Regions from separate parts of the Mus musculus genome. Here regions 2 and 3 are each linked to region 1. A link is a contact called in public HiChIP or PLAC-seq and promoter capture Hi-C data. All regions are on one chromosome and are shown on one strand. Each heading gives the region's core, a stretch centred on a gene start, on an enhancer-like site or on the middle of the called end of the contact. The rest is flanking DNA. Distances are from core to core; before and after follow the strand shown.

The links. Promoter capture Hi-C pulls out the DNA fragments that hold promoters and counts their contacts. HiChIP or PLAC-seq counts read pairs in DNA pulled down with a chosen protein or histone mark.
Region 2: an HNF4G HiChIP or PLAC-seq map of pancreatic cancer cells shows a contact between it and region 1, with 2.2 times the contacts expected there. The contact joins the enhancer-like site here to the promoter of Skor1 in region 1. A contact is called at or near these places in 11 of 39 promoter capture datasets (the 3T3-L1 cell line, 3T3-L1-derived adipocytes, hippocampal neurons and 6 more), 2 of 484 Hi-C or Micro-C datasets (brown adipocytes and group 2 innate lymphoid cells), 4 of 115 datasets of contacts at active chromatin or transcription factors (embryonic hindbrain, embryonic midbrain, neural tube and 1 more) and 2 of 9 other capture datasets (adipose tissue and embryonic stem cells).
Region 3: a promoter capture Hi-C map of hematopoietic stem and progenitor cells shows a contact between it and region 1, with 2.4 times the contacts expected there. The contact joins the enhancer-like site here to the promoter of Skor1 in region 1. A contact is called at or near these places in 19 of 39 promoter capture datasets (the 3T3-L1 cell line, 3T3-L1-derived adipocytes, the C10 cell line and 12 more), 27 of 484 Hi-C or Micro-C datasets (the BV-2 cell line, the C10 cell line, the G1E-ER4 cell line and 16 more), 14 of 115 datasets of contacts at active chromatin or transcription factors (T-cell acute lymphoblastic leukemia, acute myeloid leukemia, astrocytes and 7 more) and 2 of 9 other capture datasets (adipose tissue and macrophages).

The regions. Positions count from the first base shown.
Region 1 is chr9:63,144,902-63,148,266 of GRCm38.p6, reverse strand. It overlaps Skor1 (SKI family transcriptional corepressor 1), which reads left to right and starts at 1,287. Exons shown (of 9, transcript NM_172446.3): 1 at 1,287-1,460; 2 at 1,689-3,365. The coding sequence starts at 1,354.
Region 2 is chr9:63,279,295-63,282,816 of GRCm38.p6, reverse strand. It overlaps Map2k5 (mitogen-activated protein kinase kinase 5), which reads left to right. Exons shown (of 22, transcript NM_011840.3): 13 at 1,750-1,798. Among named protein-coding and RNA genes, the nearest start is that of Gm39355, 12 kb to the left of the region's middle. Within about 2 kb of position 1,811, at least 51 of the 459 cell types and tissues checked have an H3K27ac peak or open chromatin away from gene starts, as enhancers often do. A contact at or near this core is called in group 2 innate lymphoid cells and pancreatic cancer cells, where this site is marked.
Region 3 is chr9:63,307,213-63,310,488 of GRCm38.p6, reverse strand. All of the region lies in intron 8 of Map2k5 (mitogen-activated protein kinase kinase 5), which reads left to right. Among named protein-coding and RNA genes, the nearest start is that of Gm39355, 16 kb to the right of the region's middle. Within about 2 kb of position 1,333, at least 32 of the 459 cell types and tissues checked have an H3K27ac peak or open chromatin away from gene starts, as enhancers often do. A contact at or near this core is called in acute myeloid leukemia, hematopoietic stem and progenitor cells, muscle stem cells and 2 more, where this site is marked.

The DNA of each region.
Region 1 (3,365 bases), core at 38-2,537:
GATTTCAGTGACAAGGGAGGATCAACTTGCCTCAGTTTGACTGGAAGAGATGAAACAGATAATAAATAGGTTGATACTTGAACAAGATACAAGATAGATGGGAGAAAGAGCGGTGAGCTGGCAGCGACAGACAGCTCAGGGACAGATAAGATCGACAAATAAGTATCTAAGCAAACAGAGGGAGGGAAAGATACCTGCAGACCAAAGATGCCAGGTTCTTAGCTTTGGAATTCGGATCCCTGTTAGAGTGAAGCTACCCCTCTGAAATGGATTTGCTTTTCCAGCCAAGTTCGGAGGAGGGAGTCCTAGGGACTAGATTGGCGGCAAGAGCGCCTGCCGCCCAGCATTGGGTCCATGGAGCCCTGAGTGTCTGAAGACACGTGAGGTGACTGGGCGACCTAGAAGGCCCTAAACATCAATTCCTGGGTCCTCCACCAGGCTAGACTGTGGATACAGCTTCCTCTCTGCCTTCTCCAGAGATCAAAGCGAGGGACCAGCAGCAACTTTTTAGTGCTTGGAGTTTTACAGTGGCTTCCAAGAGTGGCCAAGATTCCTTCTAGCCCATCTGAGCTGATGTCGGGGCATGAAGGATACTCAAAGAGGAGTCACCCCCACAAAAGGAGCAGCCCAGAGCCTGGGGAGCCTGTGTTGGGTCTGAGTAAGAAAAGCTGTGTGGAAGAGGACAGAAAGCTCAGGGGCATGTTTCCAAAGCTAAAAAGTGACTCCAGAGAAACGCCTGTGAGAACCTCTCTGTCCCAAGCGCTGACAAGAGGGGAGCCGGCTTTAGTCTGGAATGCAGCTAAAAAATGCAGAAAATGTGGTTAGAGACTGCGTGATCCCGGCCTAACTGATGGCTGGCAAGAAAGCGTTTTGTAAACCCAGCTGGACTCTTTCTGCTCAAGGAACACCGGGCTCAAGGAGTCAGAAGAGAAGTACAGGTTTGTGCAAACCGGTACTGTTGTCCCTGGAAGCCGGTCACCACGAAGATAGGTGCATTGGGGGCCACCCGAGGTCGTGGTGCACGCGACAAGCTTTGGAAAGGGTAGGGTTCAGCACCGCGAACAGCAGTGGCCTCCTCCTCTTCCTTCTATCCTCCTCCTTCAACCTCCATCCCTCCCCCTTCTCCCTGCCCCCACCCCTACATCCTGCAGTTTGTGATGGGCAGTGAGTGCCCCTCCTTCGCCTCCCCACCTCTCCCTTCACTGCCCCCGCCCGCACGCGTGCATGCGCGACTGAGCAGAGGGGCCGCTGGTCCCTGAAGTCCGGGCTTCAGGACCCTGGCGGGCAGGGCGAGCTGTGAGGTAGCTGAAGGCACGCAAACCTGAGTGCCGGCTGGAAAGCCTGGATTTGGCTATGGCATTGCTGTGTGGCCTTGGGCAAGTCACTCTCCGTCTCTGGGTCCCACTTCCTTTCCAATCTGAAAACAGGATTGGTTTCCTGGCAGCCGGGGCTTTCCTGAGGTTTCGATTTTCCCTTTTCCTCCCTTAGCCCCCCGGGTGCTTTTGTTTCAGCTCAGAAGCTGGTCTGAATAACAAAAGGGGCCAGTCCGTGGGACGAATGAGCTTGAGCTCCCCACTGCCAAGTAACCCCCTCGCACCCCACACGTTGCGCCCCGCTGGGCGGGCCTGAACCTAGGTAGCGGCGCTAAAAAAATGGCTCATCTGCTCTCTGCTCTCTCTGTTTCGCAGGAGCGGCGGCATGGAGGCTCTCACCACTCAGCTGGGGCCGGGACGCGAGGGCAGCTCCTCTCCCAACTCCAAGCAAGAGCTGCAGCCCTACTCGGGATCCAGCGCCCTTAAACCCAACCAGGTGGGCGAGACGTCGCTGTACGGGGTACCCATCGTGTCGCTGGTCATTGATGGGCAGGAGCGCCTGTGCCTAGCCCAGATCTCCAACACCCTGCTCAAAAACTACAGCTACAATGAGATCCACAACCGCCGCGTGGCCCTGGGCATCACATGCGTGCAATGCACGCCGGTGCAGCTGGAGATACTGCGTCGGGCCGGGGCCATGCCCATCTCCTCTCGCCGCTGTGGTATGATCACAAAACGAGAGGCCGAACGCCTGTGCAAGTCGTTCCTGGGCGAGCACAAGCCCCCCAAACTGCCTGAGAACTTCGCCTTTGACGTGGTGCACGAGTGCGCATGGGGCTCTCGGGGCAGCTTCATCCCTGCCCGTTACAACAGCTCTCGTGCTAAGTGCATCAAGTGCGGCTACTGCAGTATGTATTTCTCTCCCAACAAGTTCATCTTCCATTCGCACCGCACACCCGACGCCAAGTACACTCAGCCCGACGCCGCCAACTTTAACTCGTGGCGTCGGCACCTCAAACTCAGTGACAAGTCGGCCACCGACGAACTGAGCCACGCTTGGGAGGACGTCAAGGCTATGTTTAATGGCGGTACGCGCAAGCGGACCTTCTCCCTGCAAGGGGGCGGCGGAGGCGGCGCTAATAGCGGGTCTGGTGGTGCAGGGAAGGGCGGCGCTGGTGGCGGTGGCGGTCCAGGGTGCGGCTCAGAGATGGCCCCAGGCCCACCGCCCCACAAAAGTCTGCGCTGCGGTGAAGACGAGGCGGCTGGGCCTCCCGGGCCACCTCCACCGCATCCGCAGCGCGCACTTGGCCTGGCGGCGGCAGCTAGTGGCCCTGCAGGACCTGGAGGACCTGGGGGCAGCGCAGGGGTTCGCAGCTACCCGGTGATTCCAGTGCCCAGCAAAGGTTTTGGCCTCTTGCAAAAGCTGCCCCCGCCTCTTTTCCCGCATCCTTACGGTTTCCCCACAGCATTCGGCCTATGTCCCAAAAAGGACGACCCAGTGTTGGTCGCCGGAGAACCCAAGGGAGGCCCTGGCACCGGGAGCAGTGGGGGCGCTGGCACCGCCGCGGGTGCGGGTGGCCCGGGAGCTGGCCACTTGCCCCCAGGAGCAGGGCCCGGCCCTGGTGGCGGCACAATGTTCTGGGGACATCAACCTTCCGGCGCAGCCAAGGACGCAGCGGCGGTAGCTGCCGCAGCTGCCGCCGCCACTGTATACCCGACGTTTCCCATGTTCTGGCCAGCAGCCGGGAGCCTCCCGGTGCCTCCTTACCCGGCCGCTCAGAGCCAAGCTAAGGCCGTAGCGGCCGCGGTGGCTGCGGCTGCTGCTGCAGCGGCGGCGGCGGCTGGCGGGGGCGGTCCTGAGTCTTTGGACGGTGCCGAGCCAGCTAAAGAGGGCAGCCTCGGTACGGAGGAGCGCTGCCCGAGCGCTCTATCCCGCGGGCCCCTGGACGAGGACGGTGCGGACGAGGCGCTGCCACCGTCTCTGGGTCCCCTGCCCCCTCCGCCACCGCCACCTGCTCGCAAAAGCTCCTACGTGTCAGCCTTCCGACCCGT
Region 2 (3,522 bases), core at 562-3,061, 130 kb before region 1:
TGGGGCATCCAGGCCTCCTTCTCTATGATCATGTGTACAGTACACAAAGCCTACTTGCTTCTCCTCCAAGAAGGTTTTCTTATCATGTAGCCTTGACTTGTCCAAGTTTTCTGTAACAGTAAGTGCCTTCACATACTTCTAAGTACTTTTTCAGTAACAGCATTTTGTTCACTGTTTTTAAAATTCCATTATGAAGTCAACCTTGAAATTATTATGAGATCCTATTCATGTGCTATGAGTAAAGCATGCTTTTCATGTAACAACAACTTTTGTATAAGCTTTGAAGATTTATTTATCATTTGTTTAGTGGTACTAGGTAGGGATTGAACTTAGGGCCTCCTATATGCAGCCAAACCCTTTATCAGTGAGCTACATGTACAGATGTAGATGAAAAGATCTTAATGGCAATTCCTGATTAAAATTTCCACATAGACAGTAGTAATTGCAACCTCTATAGTTAGGGCCTTATTCATTTAACCATTTTTCTTGACTCTGGCAGTTAAAGGGAAGATGCAGGTGAAATTGGTGCAGTGGAACTCACCCATTTTCTCTCTGACCTGCACTCTGATGCTATCTGTGCACTTCCTGCACGCGCATGCTCTGTGCCGCAACACTCTGATGCTATCTGTGCACTTCCTGCACGCGCATGCTCTGTGCCGCAAGTGGGCCTTGTATGCTTCTCTCAGTGCTTTCTATTAGAGAAAGAATAAGAAAGCTTTCGACAGTAATTACAAGCCTTTTAAGATTATTTTTAACTTTTATTTTAAACTTAACAGAAAAGTTGTGAGAGTCACATCAGGGCTCTCACAGAGCCTACACCAGAGTCCTCTGAGGAACAGTTGGACACATCTGACTGAAATGCAGCTTTAGCTTGGTCCAGTGCTTTTTTCTCTTTTCCTCACATCAGTTAAGTTTGCCGTTCAAGGCTTGGCGTCTTGATCAGGTGCTCCTCACTGCTGTTGGAAAGGAGATTTCTGTTTTACCCAATTCCTTTCATGAGTCAGTTTCTTTAACGGTCTTCATCTAGACATGTAGGTGATTGGTACAGCACCTCCTGCACACATACAAGGCCCTCTGTTTATTCTTCAGCATTACCAAAAAATACAAGCAAAGTTTCTTCTTTCATCCTAAATAACATGATTTTTAAAAAACGTACCCAGGGGCTGTCTCCAGATGGCTCAGCAGTTAAAAGCACTCGCTGCTCTTGCAGAGAAGCCAGGTTTAATTCACAGTTCCCACACGGCAGCACACAACTGTCCATAGCTTCAGTTCTGAAGATCTGACGCCCTCTTCTGGTCTCCATGGACACTAAGCACACACATAGTGCACATACATTCATGCAGGCAAACACCCACACTCAGAAAATACAAACAAAATCATTTTTTTAAAAAAATGATTTAGGAATATTGAAAATTTTCTTAAGAAGTCTTTGTCCCTCTCTTCTGACCTTCTAACCTGCCTATCCACCACTGGGGATGACGCATGTGGCCTTCCTGGTGGTTCTGTGACTCATGCTCATCTCTTTCCTGTGACACACCCCATCTTCTGGTGCAGTAAAATCACCAGCAACGAATGTGGAGCTCTGCAGTTGGTGTCCCTGAGAGCCTGGCACAGACAGGAAGTATTCAAGAGCTACTTTTAGTTTGACAGTAATTTAAAGAACAATTTGTGGTTGATTTATTTAACTGTGGAGCATTCCCTATAATATCCATAATTGTACTGTTTTTTTTTTCCCTTTCACAATTCTAGGTTGTTAAAGGCCTTACCTATCTGTGGAGTTTAAAGATTTTACACAGAGGTATGTTCTGGGTTACACAAATGAACTTAATGTAGGGATGGGGGAGGCTCTGCAGTTACCTTGGTTTAAAAAAAAAGTGATGTAAATCTTACTTTTCTTATTTTCTCCCTCTTGTATACATATTTTCTATTTTTTTTCAGTACAAACTAGGGAATTATATTTTTATGAGCCACATTTTTCAAGCATTGAAACATATGTGATACTATTTAAAAATAGCTCTATATTATTTAACTATAGTTACAGCCCTCTCCTCGGAGCACTTCAGATGTCTCTCTGAAGAGTTCGTGTCCTGTTCCCAGGAAATGAAACTTTAATTAACGAATCAGAATGGCTGCTAGTTCTGGTGACATGGAAGAAAATGATCTGATAGCTGTTGCATGTCACAAGGAACCTCCTTTCGTTTGTTTGGTGTTCCAAAAATGTCTGAATTCATTTAAAGCAAATTACGAAAACAGAAAGATATGGTAACAAAACCAAACCACACATCTAACTTAGTCCACATCTGCTCCTCCTAGCTTTGTGTATTCTGGGGGGTGCAGCAGTGTACAATTAATTAGATGTGATTAAAGGAAAGGGTTTTTAAAAATTTGGTTTTAGTTTTCATATTTTTTTTCCCTAAGAAAGGACTAAACCTTTTGTGGGGAACTCACCCTGTTCTCAGTTGCAGTCCCCTACCTAGCACTATGGCCTCTGGTCTTTGTATACTCTCAATAGCCCAAAACTTCTTCAACCTTTTTAAAGAGAATATCTGCATTAAACAGAATATCTGCATATGGGGAAAGCATAGTATTCAGTTTTTGCAGACATCCATGCTGACTGACCCCAGTTCCCTGCCTCCTTAAAGCCACTGTGGAAATGCTACCAGAGCGGTGGGGCGGGAGCGTAGGCCCGGCTGGGTCAGTATCCGTGTATGTACACATCTGTGAGTAACAGAAGGAGACACCTTAACCTGCTGGGCTGAGCTGCTCCCTCTTCCCTGCCGTGCACTTCTGCCTTATGTGCCACCCAGGAAGCCGGTACAGCCAGTGCCCAGAACCTGGCATTTGCTGCCTTTTACACTGCTGTTCGTTTGCATGGAATCTAAGTCATTGCTCAAGAGCAAAACCTCCATTAAAAGGACAGCACTGTGTAAATGGCAGTGTTGTTATAAACTGAAACTTAAGGTTGTTCTGTACTCTCGGCAAGCTGGGTTATTCTGGACCAATGACTTGTCTAAGCCATAACTGTAAAAAATGTGGTCACTCTGAGAAGTCTGGTGGGTAGGGAAGTGTGCTTCAGTTATTCCAAAGTTGTCTTTTCTTTTCCTCTTTAAAGTGACAAATGATGCTGACAAGACGCTATACCTCTAGAATCCCCATTTGTTTGGTTATTTGGAGTTACTCCCACTGTTTGTGAGAAATAGCCAGAGTTTTGTTTGTTTATTTGTCCAAATAATACCTCATGAGATATGTTTCAGACAGATCTGTGGAGATCAGAAAATAACGCGTAGGGCCAGTTTGCCAAGACAGTCCTGTGGTCATTGTAGGCAGGCACAGTTACCAGAGCCCTAGAGGTGAGTGCACCCTTCTTCCCTGGCCATTTGGAACTTGGGCTCAGAAAGACCTTTTGTTATGTGGTAGACAACACAGGTTTCCAAAAAGAATCCTGAGTCTTTTTTCAGTTTTTTTTTGGGGGGGTGGGGGGTGGGGAGTGGGGTGGGAGGCACTCAACACCCAGAGTAAGTC
Region 3 (3,276 bases), core at 84-2,583, 160 kb before region 1:
AGCTTCCATTCTTGACTCCTTGACCGTAGACTGACTGACGAAGACACCTCCCTGACAGATTTTCATGCAATAGCAAATAGCCTCTCTGTATAAAAATATTTCCTAACCAGGTTTCTCTCTCGTGCTCCCCACTCCCAGCTCCTAGTGCCAGCAGACCTGGCTGCTCTCAGCCTTGGTCAGGGAAGCTTAGTTTCCAAGTGGACAGCAGATAATGGAGAGATGCATGACTGACCAGAGTCCTAAGAATGAGAGACTGGCCGAGTGCTCAGCCCAGACTTGGACTCCTATCTCTCAGAACATGGGAGGAGCGACATGAAGTGCTGGCTTCTGGGCCTGGCATGGCCATTGTGATCGTCACTCACAGCAGCTGTGGTCACTAGCACCTGATCAAGCCAGCAAAACCTCTGGCCTGAATGGGGCAGGGTAGGCGGTCTCCAGGCATACTGAGGGGCTACTGGCAGGAGCGTGCTGCTCCTTCTTTTTGGAGGATGTATTCACCAATAGGCTTTAGTGGTCGGCACTGCACCCAGGCACATAAAGGCAGCAAAGTTAACTGGACTTTGTGGGTTATTTAAAACAAAGGACATGAAGATTAAAGGTGGGAAATGGGAGTACATATGGTCATACTCATATATATGTATGATGTTCTCAAAACAAGGAAAACTTGAAAGATTCTTAACACACATGTTATAAACCATACACAGCTGATGGTTTGGACTCTGTAAGGAACTTTGAGTCGCTTCTAACCCATACTCAAGGCATGTCCAGGAGAGAGGTCCCGAGCTGGTTAACCCTCAGCTGTTCCTGTTTCTCCCACTTGTATTGCTCAGCCACTCAACCTCCTTCTGGGCGTGTTGTTTCTCGCCTCCCTGCTTTGTTCATTGCCTTCTCTCAGAACCTTTGATCGAGAGTTCACTGTGACGGGAGCTTCCGCTATCTCAAAGGTATTTAGGCCATATATTAAAAGACATTACTCTAGTTAATGTGGAAAGTGTTAAAGGCTGGAAGGAGCTGCTTCAACTTACAGAAGAAATATGGACGCCTAACCACATTAACTTCACAGGAGGTATGAGAGGAAGAGGGGGCATCTCAGCCAACTAAACAGAGGAGCCAACATGAAGCTGTTTCCCCTTTCTATGACTGGGTCTTTTTAACCCAGCCAAGTTGCCCGTGTCTTAGATTGGGTTGATTTATGAGGCCTATATTTGGTCTGGTACATAAGCAGCTGCAGGGTGTTGCTTAACTCCTTTGACAGTCGGCAGTCAGGCTTCTGTAGTGGACTTCTAGGCAGAAGGAAGGTCGGCCTGGCCCATGATTTGAAGCTTCTCTACAGCTGCCTTTGACTTTGGATTTTGTGTTGTAACAGCCAGCACTTGGCTAATGTGTTTATCTATTATGGAAGGCAACGACTGTCAGCGTGCATTTCCCTGACAGTTGGATTCCTTTTCTCTCCTTGTGAATGGCTGTGGCTATTTCAGTGTGTGACAGAACTCCTCAAACTTCTCCAGCTGACTGTTACTCCCCTCTTCCAAAGATAAGATCCAAGCATTAAGGCAACATTTTCATTGGCTGTTCCCACGAGCTGTTTTGCATATGGTTGCGGGAGATGTCATTGCAATTCAAAGATGACTTAAGAGAGTACACTTAATAATTGACTCTGAATTGGCTGCTTCTTAACTTTCTGTGCTGCTAAGAATAAAGAGTTTCCTAAATAAACTGGATTACTAAGGAATGCACTGGTTTGTCTTCCTCCAATCAACCGTTCTGTCAATTCTCCTATGTTTTCTCTCTGAGCTTAACTTCTGGCATCCAGCCCTGAGCTAGTGTGTGTCCTGGGAGGCGCTGGGACTGAGGAAAGGAAGGCAGATATTCAGGATACGCATTGCCTGAAGAACAGAGAATCTGCTTTATTGTTCTGGAGAGCCGCCTCTGTCTCTGCAGCCTGTTAACACTGCAGCTGGCCTTGTAATCTGTACATATTTTTAAATAAGCTTTTTCTCTTTCCAGTCCCCCACCTGTCTGCCCTCTGAGACCCAGGAAGCAAAATGAGTACCTTCTCCTGCTTCCTAACGCTTCCCCATTTGCTTCCTGTTCTCTGCCAATGGCCGGGGGATTTTCTTGGTTCAGGAGAAATTTCCACCAATTGATGGCTATCTCTAAATAATTCACAGGATGATCCTCCTGCTTTTCACTAACTCTGCAGGATGCTGTGTGAGAAGCAGAACTCCTGTTGGTTTATGAAAGAAGCAGCCCCGCCCTCACAGAACAGTGACAGTACAGTCATTCAGGTGTCTCCTGTCACTGTGACTTGGTCTATGCATGGGATTACTCTTGAGGGCTTTCTCCAAGACAGGAGGAAAAAAATCGATGCAGAGGTGTTTTCATGCTCATTTTTGTTGAATATTTGCTGATTGATTGATGTTTATAGTGTATGTGAGTCATGCTCAAATACAACGTGTTGTTATCAGGTTGTGGGTCACCCTGTCTTAAACTTCCTCTGGTCACCAGAGGAGCTAGATGCTCTCCAGAATAAATCATCTTTGCGTATGAGTTAAAGTAACTTTATTGGACTTACGTTCAGAAACTCACATGCAGGAAGTGCTGTAGAACTCAGATGTCTGCTTTAATTGTGTGAGCCTGCATGGGATTGAGAAACGCATGTTCGGCTTGGGGCTATTTATTTTGTAACTAGAAATCAGCTGGGACAACTCACATTTTTGTGATTCTTGTAGAATGTGAAATTTTAAGCATAAATAATTTCAGTAAACACTGTAAGATGGGTGCGATGCGCACTTGCATGGCAGGCCAGATGCAGGACTGTGAACACAGGTTGCTTCTCCTTCTGTCCTGGGGGATGCAGGACTTTTCAACATTTTGTTTTCAAACTTTTCTTCTCCTCACTTAAAGATTATTGGAGAATTTTAAAAAATATCTTTTATTTGTGTGAATGTTTTGCCTGAATGTGTCTCTGTGTACCACAAGTATGCCTGGTGTCTAAAGAGGCCAGAAGAGGGTACCAAATTCCCTGAAACTGGAGTTACAGGCAATTTTGAGTGTCGGGAACTGAACCTGGGTCCTCTGGAAGAGCAGGCTGTGCTTGCAGCCTCTGGGCCATCTCTCCTGTCTGTGGTGATTATTCTTAAGGTCGATGATTCTCATTGGAACTTAGATGAAGGTCAGCCCACACATTGCTTCCCTTCTAAGCTGCACTGGACTCTAAAGTCTGAAAGAACAAGCAATAGAATCATTCACACTGGTCCCCAAGTATTGCCTTTG